Regions from separate parts of the Pan troglodytes genome. Here all the other regions are linked to region 3. A link is a contact called in public Hi-C data. All regions are on one chromosome and are shown on one strand. The core of a region is the stretch at or near the end of the contact, and the rest is flanking DNA. Distances in the headings are between cores, read along the strand shown.

Region 1 (2,751 bases), core at 158-2,657, 130 kb before region 3:
GTAATCTCAATTCTGGAGGCTGAGGCAGGTGGCCTGCTTGAGCCCAGTAGTTCGAGACCAGCCTGGGCAACATGGTGCGACCCTAGTCTCTACAAATACTTAAAAAATTAGTCGGGCATAGTAGTGCACGCCTGTAGTCCCAGCCACTCAGGAGGCTGAGATGAGAGGATTGCCTGAACCCAGTAGGTAGAGGCTGCAGTGGGCTATGATGGCACCCCTGCACTCCAGCCTGGATGACTGAGCAATACCGGTCTGGACAAAACAAAACAAAACGAAACGAAACTAAACTCCTATCCCTGCAACCCAGAGCCTGCAGGAGGGAGCTGAGCATGTGTGCTTTTTAAAACATCTTTATTTTTTGGCGGGGATGAGGCCGCTTTGCCCTCGCCGCGCCGCGCCGCGCAGTGCTGCATCCTGAACAGCAGAGGGCGCGCCGGGAAGCCGCCAGGTGACCCCCGCTGGACCCAGGGCCCACCAAGGGGGCCGGCCCCTACTGGGAACCCTGGACTCTTTTCCCTGAAGCTCCTTAACAGTTACTTTCACTTTGCACCGCACTCGCGGCGCCGGAGTGCGCGCCCTCCCCGCGCAGGTGGCGTCCGTGGGCAGTGTAGGGTCCCAGGTGCGTCCGCGGCCCCACTGCGGCCCCCTTACTTGGCGTAGTAAACCCAGCCGTCCTTGGTGGTTCTCTCCTCCCAGCCCGGAGGCAGCTCGTCCTCACTGTCCGTGTCGTCCAGGCCCGCGTAGCGCAGCGCTGCCATGGCTGACTGTGGAGGCACCTGGCCCCCCGATCGCCCGCTGCCGGGTCCACTCGCCCAGGAACTCACTCCCGCTCCAAACGAGACCCGCGCGCGTCGGGGCCCGACCGCTCACGCCTGCGCACTGCGCCCTCCAGGGGCCGCTCCGCCGACCACGAAGCTGAAATCCAGTCTCCGCAATATCGCGACTGCCGGCGTCAAAGGGGCAGGGCCTGGAGAGGAAGGCGGTGATAGTGCCTAAGAGATCGCGCTGCCGCCGGGCTAGACAGCAAAGCCGGAGAGCGCTCCGAGGCGCTAGAGATAGAGCGGAGACTTGTCAGCCTCCCCGCCGCAGGGAAGGGGCGTGCGCATCCAGTTTCGGGCCAGGACTCCGCCCGTTGCTGGGCGACCCGTAATCACTTCCGCGTTGTTCTGGCCAATCCTGCAGGAGCACGGCAATTGGATATGGGAAATGTAGTCCAGGCGGCGCCTGACCGAAAAGCGGCGCCCGACTGAAAAGCGGCGCCCATGCTGTTGTCCTGGGCTTCTGTCTCTCCTTGCCTTGGGGTCTCGTGAAAGTCCGTGATCACAAACCTTCCAGGGCTTGCCAGCATTCGTGCTGATTCACAACCTTTGTTTTGTATATGAACACAATGTTAAAATATAACCTGGAGAACTTAAAACTGCTGATTCCTGATTTCCTGGTTTTAGAGAACTTTCTTCCAGCCAAAACACAGTGCTGTTGATAACAGAGACTGATGTTTACGGAGCACTTAATGTGGGGTCCAGGCCAGTAATGCATAGACATCTCATGTAGCTGACACCTTTGTGTAGTGGGCACAACTCAGACAGGGTAGCTAGGCCGGGCTCAGTGGCTCATGCCTGTAATCCAAACACATTAGGAGGCTGAGGCAAGAGGATCACTTGAGGCCAGGAGTTTGAGAACAGCCTGGGCAACATCGCAAGACCCCTGTCTCTACCAAAAATAATTATTTTTTTAGTTTGCCGGGCGTGGTAGTGCACATCGGTAGTCCCAGCTACTCATTGAGGCTGAAGGGGGAGCATCACTTGAGCCCAAGAAGTCGAGGCTGCAGTGAGCTATGATCGGGCCACTGCACTCCAGCAGGGCGACAGAGAGAGCTGCTGTCTTTAAAAAACTGCCTCACCTTTAGAGAATTTCCTTTAGTAAGTCTGGAATGGGTCCAGAATCTGGAAAGAAAGGGAGGGAGGGAGGGAGGGAGGGAGGAAGGAAGGAAAGAAGGAAGGAAGGAAGGAAGGAAGGAAGGAAGGAAGGAAGGAAGGAAGGAAGGAAGGAAGGAAGGAAAGGAAAGGAAAGGAAAATAAAAGAAGGGATAGCTAACTACCTGAGGAGGCACAGGAAGAGAGGAGAGCCGGGGGATTCCTGGCAGTTGAGATCGCATCACTCCACTACAGTTATTGACTCATTTGTGTAGTCCCGACTAAACTGACAAAGCACACCCGGGACTTCTTTCTATTGCCAGCACTTGGTAAATGCTTCAACCTACAAATTTATTAAATGAACAAATGAATGAATGGTGTGATTCCTTAGGTTTGGTTCTCTGTGAATCAATCTAATTAAAAACAAAATCCTGTATTTACAAGGTACACTCAAGTCCTCTTGGACCACCAAAAGATATCCTATAAATGTTCTGTATCCAAAACCTCAAACATATCTTCAGCTTGTGCTTAAGGAGTTTTCCAGAACATTCCCTGTTTGGCACTTGCTTCCCAGCCCCATGTTATAGGGAAATCTACTGACCGTGATTTCTCAGGCCTAGGTCCCAGAGAATGCAAGCCTCCATCAGAATAATTACATATATTTGATTCTTCTGAGAGAGCAAAAAAATAAAATTGAAAATAAGGAATTTTAAAAGTATATATTTTAATGGGCAGTGTATGGGAGGGGCAGCTGCTATTTGTCTTCATGTTCTGAAATGGATGATTGCTTAGGATTCCTGCTCTACGTACTCTTTAGCGGAGACACCTGCCTTTCTAT
Region 2 (2,700 bases), core at 3-2,502, 180 kb after region 3:
AGCGTGAGGGCCTGGAGAAGTTCCCCCAGGGGGAATGGGGAATAGAGGGCAGCTTAGAGAGCTGAGCTTCTTCTGAGATGGGAGCAGGAATTCCGGGGAGACTGATCAGGGTTTTTTCCCCTCTCGGAGAAACAGAGGATGGAGAGGGATATGGAGGGGGTTGCGCTGCAGCCCTGGTCTCCACCCTCACCAAGCTTGGGTGCAAGGTAGCGACCCTCTTCCTTCCTAATTCCTTTCCCCGTCAGGCTACGGGGAAGAAAGTGTGCAGGAGGCGGAATCCAGCCCTGCACCCTGTCCCAGGCCCTTCAGGACAACAACATAGAGGTGAAAAAAGATCATGTATGAAATTCTCGGCCAAGCCACTTAGTGGCAGCTGACTGATCTTGGGCAAATCACTCATTCTCTCTGAGCGGCGGCTTTCTTACCTGTAAACGGATCATGATGGCACCTGACTCATTAGGTCCCAGGAAGTATTAAATAAGATCGCATGTGTAAAACTACCAACGGCGGCTGGCACACAGTGGGCTTGCGGTTCTTAATACATATATTTTTAATTCTGTTAAGCATCAACCCCCCCTGTGCGAAAGCTGAGTTGTCCTCTCAGACGGAGAACTCCCGTAGCGCAATCTTTCAGACCTGGGGTGCCTGGGCGCCAGCATTCTCCCCGCGCCCAGGAGCTCACATTCTCCTCCCGTCACCCCTAGATCTGGCTTGGGGAGGCCGCCCCTCTGCATCCTCCCCAGCTTTGGCCCGGGGAGGCTCTGAGACCCGGGCGAGGGCGTGGAGGGGGTGCGCGCGGCGGTTCTACCCGGGCAGCATCCCAGCCGCAGCTTTCCCACCCCCTCCCCAGCGCCCAGCGCGCAAAAAGAGAGAAAGCGAGAAAGGCGCGGATACTGGACCAGGCTTTGACGCGGATCTTGAGCTCGCCGTCCTGAGGCTCGGGCATGGCCTTCCTGGAGAGCCGCAGCTTGTTGAGCCCCCCGAAGCCGGCCAGCACCACCGCGCGCATCTCCTGGGCGTCCCCGAGGCGGTGCGAGCCGTCGCCGCCGCCGCCCTCCGCCGGCTCCTTGCCTGCCTCCTTCTCGATCATTTGCTCCGTCTCCTCCGCCTTCTCCACGCCTTCCTTGGCCATGGCGCTCGAGGGCGCGGGGCGCACGGGCTGCGGTGGCTGCGGCGCTGGAGGACTGGGGCTCCTCTCCCGCGGGTTCCTCCTGTTGAATGTGGGATGCTCGGCTGTGCAATGGCTGCAGCCTCTGCTAGCGCCGCCGCGGTCCACAGCCTCCGCCGTAATCCTCACAAGAGCGGTGCCCTAAGCGTTTCACCCCCGCCCCACCCTTCTTTCCTGTCCCAACGAAGCCTCAACTCCAGTTCCTGAAATAGTCCCAAATTAGGGTCGGGATCGCGGCCCTAAACCCAAATTTGCCGAAGATCTGTGACTAAAACGAGCCTAGAGAGACCACCTTGTCATCCCCCTTCCTGTGGGCCCAGTACTTGGTTATATACGGCACAGGCTCGTGTGCCTTGAAATGGACCGAGACTAATGTCTGGGCCTGGAGGATGCCTTCCCGCGACAAGGTTGCCCTCTCTCCCTCCCATCTTCGAGGCTGGGCGGGATAGTCGGGAAATTGGGTCGTTTCTCAAACAGCCAGTTTTGGGTGGAAGGGCAGAGGTTTGGGAAGCAGGGAACTAGAGATCCCGCTCACTGCCCTGAAGAGTCCAGTGCAGGGTCTTTTCACTCCAGACCTGCAGGGTCAGCCGGGATGCTCTTTGCTGGGTATCACCAGGGGCTTCCTTACGACGGCGAATTCTCACCACCCACACCATTTCGGGCTATTAAAGAGGCTTCAGACAAGAATCCTGTACCAGAAAGGATCCTGTTCATGTTCTGATCCCCGGAAGACCAATGTGTACCCGCTCCCCAACATGCATGCACATACACAGAGTAGTAACTGGCGTTTTGTTTTGTTATCAGGCTCTTTGAGGAAAACAGCTCATAGAAAAACTTGGATTTTCTGAAATAAAATAATGGGGAAGGAGGTGGTTTTCCTAGGGGCAGTTTAAGGAAAGAGATGCAGTTGAGGAAGTAGGTCTATATTCTATTATAGTTGCTATTGCCATTGCCAGCCTTGAGATCTTGGGCAACTCATTCAACCTTCCTGAGCCTCAACACACTCATCTATAAATTGGGTACATTGATTTTTTTTTCTGTATTGTGTGAAGTGCTGGGGTGGATATGATTTCAGTGAGACATGGTCCTTATATTGGAAAAGGTCAATTTCAGAGCATGAGGCAGGAAGGACACGGTCAACAAATGTGGTACAATGAATGATATAAGTGCTGCCTCTTTTCTCCCCCCATTCTTCCTGTGCCTCACTGCTTTAAATGCCCTGGTCTTCTATTCCTTAAAAAAAAAAAAAAAAGACGATTGCCATTTTCCCTCCTTCCACAGGGTTCTGCACCTGCTGTCCCCTTGGCTTGGGGTATGTGTTCCATCTCCTTTATCTGGTGTTAACTCCTACTTCGTTCTCACCTCAAGGGTCCATTCCTTTTGGGAGGCACTCCAACGTCCAGATTGGTATCCTCCCTGACTATAGACACTTATGTCCCTTTGTAGCCAACTTTTATATGTTTACCTAATAATATCTGTTTCCTTTATCCAACTGTGAACTTCATGTGAGCAAGAGCTATTTCTACTTTTAT
Region 3 (2,700 bases), core at 168-2,667:
CCAGACTTGGGAGTGTCCTGATAACGATATCTCGATATCTTGAGAACAGAAGCATTCCTAATTTTGCTTTAAAGATAATAATATCAGGCCAGGCATAGTGGCTCACGATCGTAATCCCAGCGCTTTGGGAGGCCAGGGCGGGAAGATCACTTGAGGTTAGGAGTTCAAGACCAGCCTGGCCAACATGGGGAAACCCCATCTCTATTAAAAATACAAAAATTAGTTGGGCGTGGTGGTGGGTGCCTGTAATCCCAGCTGCTTGGGAGGCTGAGGCAGGAGAATTGCTTGAACCCGGGAGGTGGAGGTTGCAGTGAGCTGAAATCGCACCACTGTGCAACAGAGTGCACAACCACTGTTGCCTGGGCAACAGAGCGAGACTGTCTTTAAAAAAAAAAGAATTGATTCTTGCAAAATACAGTAATTAAGAAAATTAATCCTTTATCACAAACCCTTGTAGCAGAGCCTGTCCCCATGCTCTTTTTCTTTGTTTGTTTGTTTGAGATGGAGTCTCTGTTGCCCACGCTGGAGTGCAGTGGCGTGATCTTGGCTCACTGCAAGCTCCGCCTCCCAGGTTCACGCCATTCTCCAGCCTCAACTTCCTGAGTAGCTGGGACTACAGGCGCCTGCCACCACGCCCGGCTAATTTTTTGTATTTTTAGTACAGATGGGGTTTCACCTTGTTAGCTAGGATGGTCTTGATCTCCTGACTTTGTGATCCGCCTGCCTTGGCCTCCCAAAGTGCTGGGATTACAGGCGTGAGCCACCGCGCCCAGCCCATGCTCTTTTTTTATCCTACATTTAAACAAGCATTGTACCCAGGGTGAACGTGTTCCTCCTCTTTCAGGAACTCACTACTCTGTCTCTGGCGTAGCTATTGTTTCACCACTTGACTTTCTTGAACTTGCTTTTGCTTTGCACTGTGGACTGGCCCTGAATTCTCTCTTGTGTGAGACCCAAGAGCCCTGTCTTGGGGTCTGGATCAGGACCCCTTTCCTGTAACACCCCGACTGCAGCCTTGTGAGAATCAAAGGACCAACTAAGCTGTGCCCAGATTCCCCACTCACAGAAACTGGGAGATCATAAGTGCCTCTAAGTTTGTTGGGGGTGGGGGAGTTAAATGCAATAATAGATAATATATTCTTATCTCACATACATAATTATTACCTTGCAAAATATATCCCCATTTTACAGATAATGTACCCTGATGCTCAAAAATAGAAGCAATTTACCCAAAGATTACGTAATTAATTGCGACACAATTGTGGTTGGCACTCAGGGCTGCCAGACTTCAAAACCAAAGCTCTTTCCCAGTTCTGCCTAGTCCGTACTGCTTTGTTTGACTCTCAAAGGCAAAGGAATGAGGTAGGCAGTGTCTCACGTCATGGCTCTCCAGCATTCAGTTATTTATCACCCTGGCAAGTTATTAGCATCTGAAAACTCCTTGGAGACTAGGAACAACTTTTAAGCTGCCTCTCCAGTAAGACAGAGCCCAGAGAAACTGAAAAGCTGTTTTCTCACCAGTTAAAGCTTATTGTGATGCTAGGAGAAAAAGCTCCCTGCAGGGCTGCCTCTAATCTGCATGCTTTTTGGATATTTCTTTCTGAAATGAACTGACTCCTTCAAGTCCCTTACGGAAAGGATGGATAAAGGATTAGCAGTATTTCCAAGAGGCCATTTAAGTAGCCTGACCTCCTATTCACGCTGTGTGCATTTCTATCCTCTTGTTAGGCTGCTCTTGGAGCCTTTCTCATGGCAATGTTGAAGGAAAGAAATGATACTCTTCTTGATTAATTCTTTGTTAGGCCACCATATGAGGCCCTTTGCATAAGTTGCTTCCTTTTATCCACACACACCAAGCCTCTTAGAAGTGTCTGCATCAGTTTCACAGAGGAGAAACCCGATGATAAGCGGAGTTAAGCATCACAATGATTAGCTGAGTTAAGCACCACAGTTTCACAGATAAAACATCCAAGGTTCTTGCCTCTGGTGCCCATATGAAAGGTGGTGAGAACCATGGGGGATCTGAGAGGGCAGCTTCCCCTTCCTCTGTTGTCAACACCCCAAACTGCTCTCAAATAACACCTTGGCAAAGCAAAGTCTGCACAAAAGAGACATTGCTCCCAAATTACCGTTTATAAGTGGAAGCACCCCGGCGGGGGTGACAGTGCCCAGAAGATAGTGGTGATGGGCTCCAGAAAGCTCAGTAGCACGTGGGAGACTTGTCTTCTCCGTTGGGACCACCAGAGGTGCTTTTTTTTTTTTTTTTTTTTTTAAGTACTCTTCTGCTTAAAACCCTTCCCCATTGTATTCAAGAGAACTGTCTAGTAGACCTGCATTGCCTGATACTATAGCCACTAGTCAATGTGGCAAGTGCGCATTTGAAATTTGGCTAGTAAAAATTGCCACGTGCTGTCAGTGCAAAATTCACACCAGACTTCACAGACTTAATCATCATAAAAAAGAATCCAAACTATTTCAGTAAGAGTTGTTGACATTTATTACATGTTGAAATAACAATTATTAAAATTAGTTTTTTGTAGTTTTGAAAATATGGCTAGAAACTAGAAAATTTAAAACTTTGCATGTGGCTCACATAATTCTGTGGAACAGCACTGGACTGCATGTTTCTGGAGCTGGTAACTGTTGCCTTTTCTGGCTTTATTGCTTTTCTTCACCTTTTATCACACCCTCATGTCCACC

Evidence for each region. A called contact is a pair of places that touch in the nucleus more often than the background predicts.
Region 1: a Hi-C map of stem cell-derived neural progenitor cells shows a contact between it and region 3, with 2.9 times the contacts expected there. The contact joins the promoter of WWOX here to the enhancer-like site in region 3. A contact is called at or near these places in 1 of 7 Hi-C or Micro-C datasets (stem cell-derived neural progenitor cells) and 1 of 1 datasets of contacts at active chromatin or transcription factors (stem cell-derived excitatory neurons).
Region 2: a Hi-C map of stem cell-derived neural progenitor cells shows a contact between it and region 3, with 4 times the contacts expected there. The contact joins the promoter of VAT1L here to the enhancer-like site in region 3. A contact is called at or near these places in 1 of 7 Hi-C or Micro-C datasets (stem cell-derived neural progenitor cells), 1 of 1 datasets of contacts at active chromatin or transcription factors (stem cell-derived excitatory neurons) and 1 of 1 other capture datasets (stem cell-derived neural stem cells).

The regions. Positions count from the first base shown.
Region 1 is chr18:76,239,394-76,242,144 of NHGRI_mPanTro3-v2.0_pri, reverse strand. It overlaps WWOX (WW domain containing oxidoreductase), which reads right to left and starts at 1,407. Exons shown (of 10, transcript XM_009431284.4): 1 at 652-1,407. The coding sequence starts at 758.
Region 2 is chr18:75,930,412-75,933,111 of NHGRI_mPanTro3-v2.0_pri, reverse strand. It overlaps VAT1L (vesicle amine transport 1 like), which reads right to left and starts at 1,252. Exons shown (of 9, transcript XM_001139539.8): 1 at 900-1,252. The coding sequence starts at 1,132.
Region 3 is chr18:76,109,913-76,112,612 of NHGRI_mPanTro3-v2.0_pri, reverse strand. The region is part of intron 7 of VAT1L (vesicle amine transport 1 like); the gene reads right to left. Among named protein-coding and RNA genes, the nearest start is that of CLEC3A, 32 kb to the left of the region's middle. Within about 2 kb of position 1,417, at least 9 of the 24 cell types and tissues checked have an H3K27ac peak or open chromatin away from gene starts, as enhancers often do. A contact at or near this core is called in stem cell-derived neural progenitor cells and stem cell-derived neural stem cells, where this site is marked.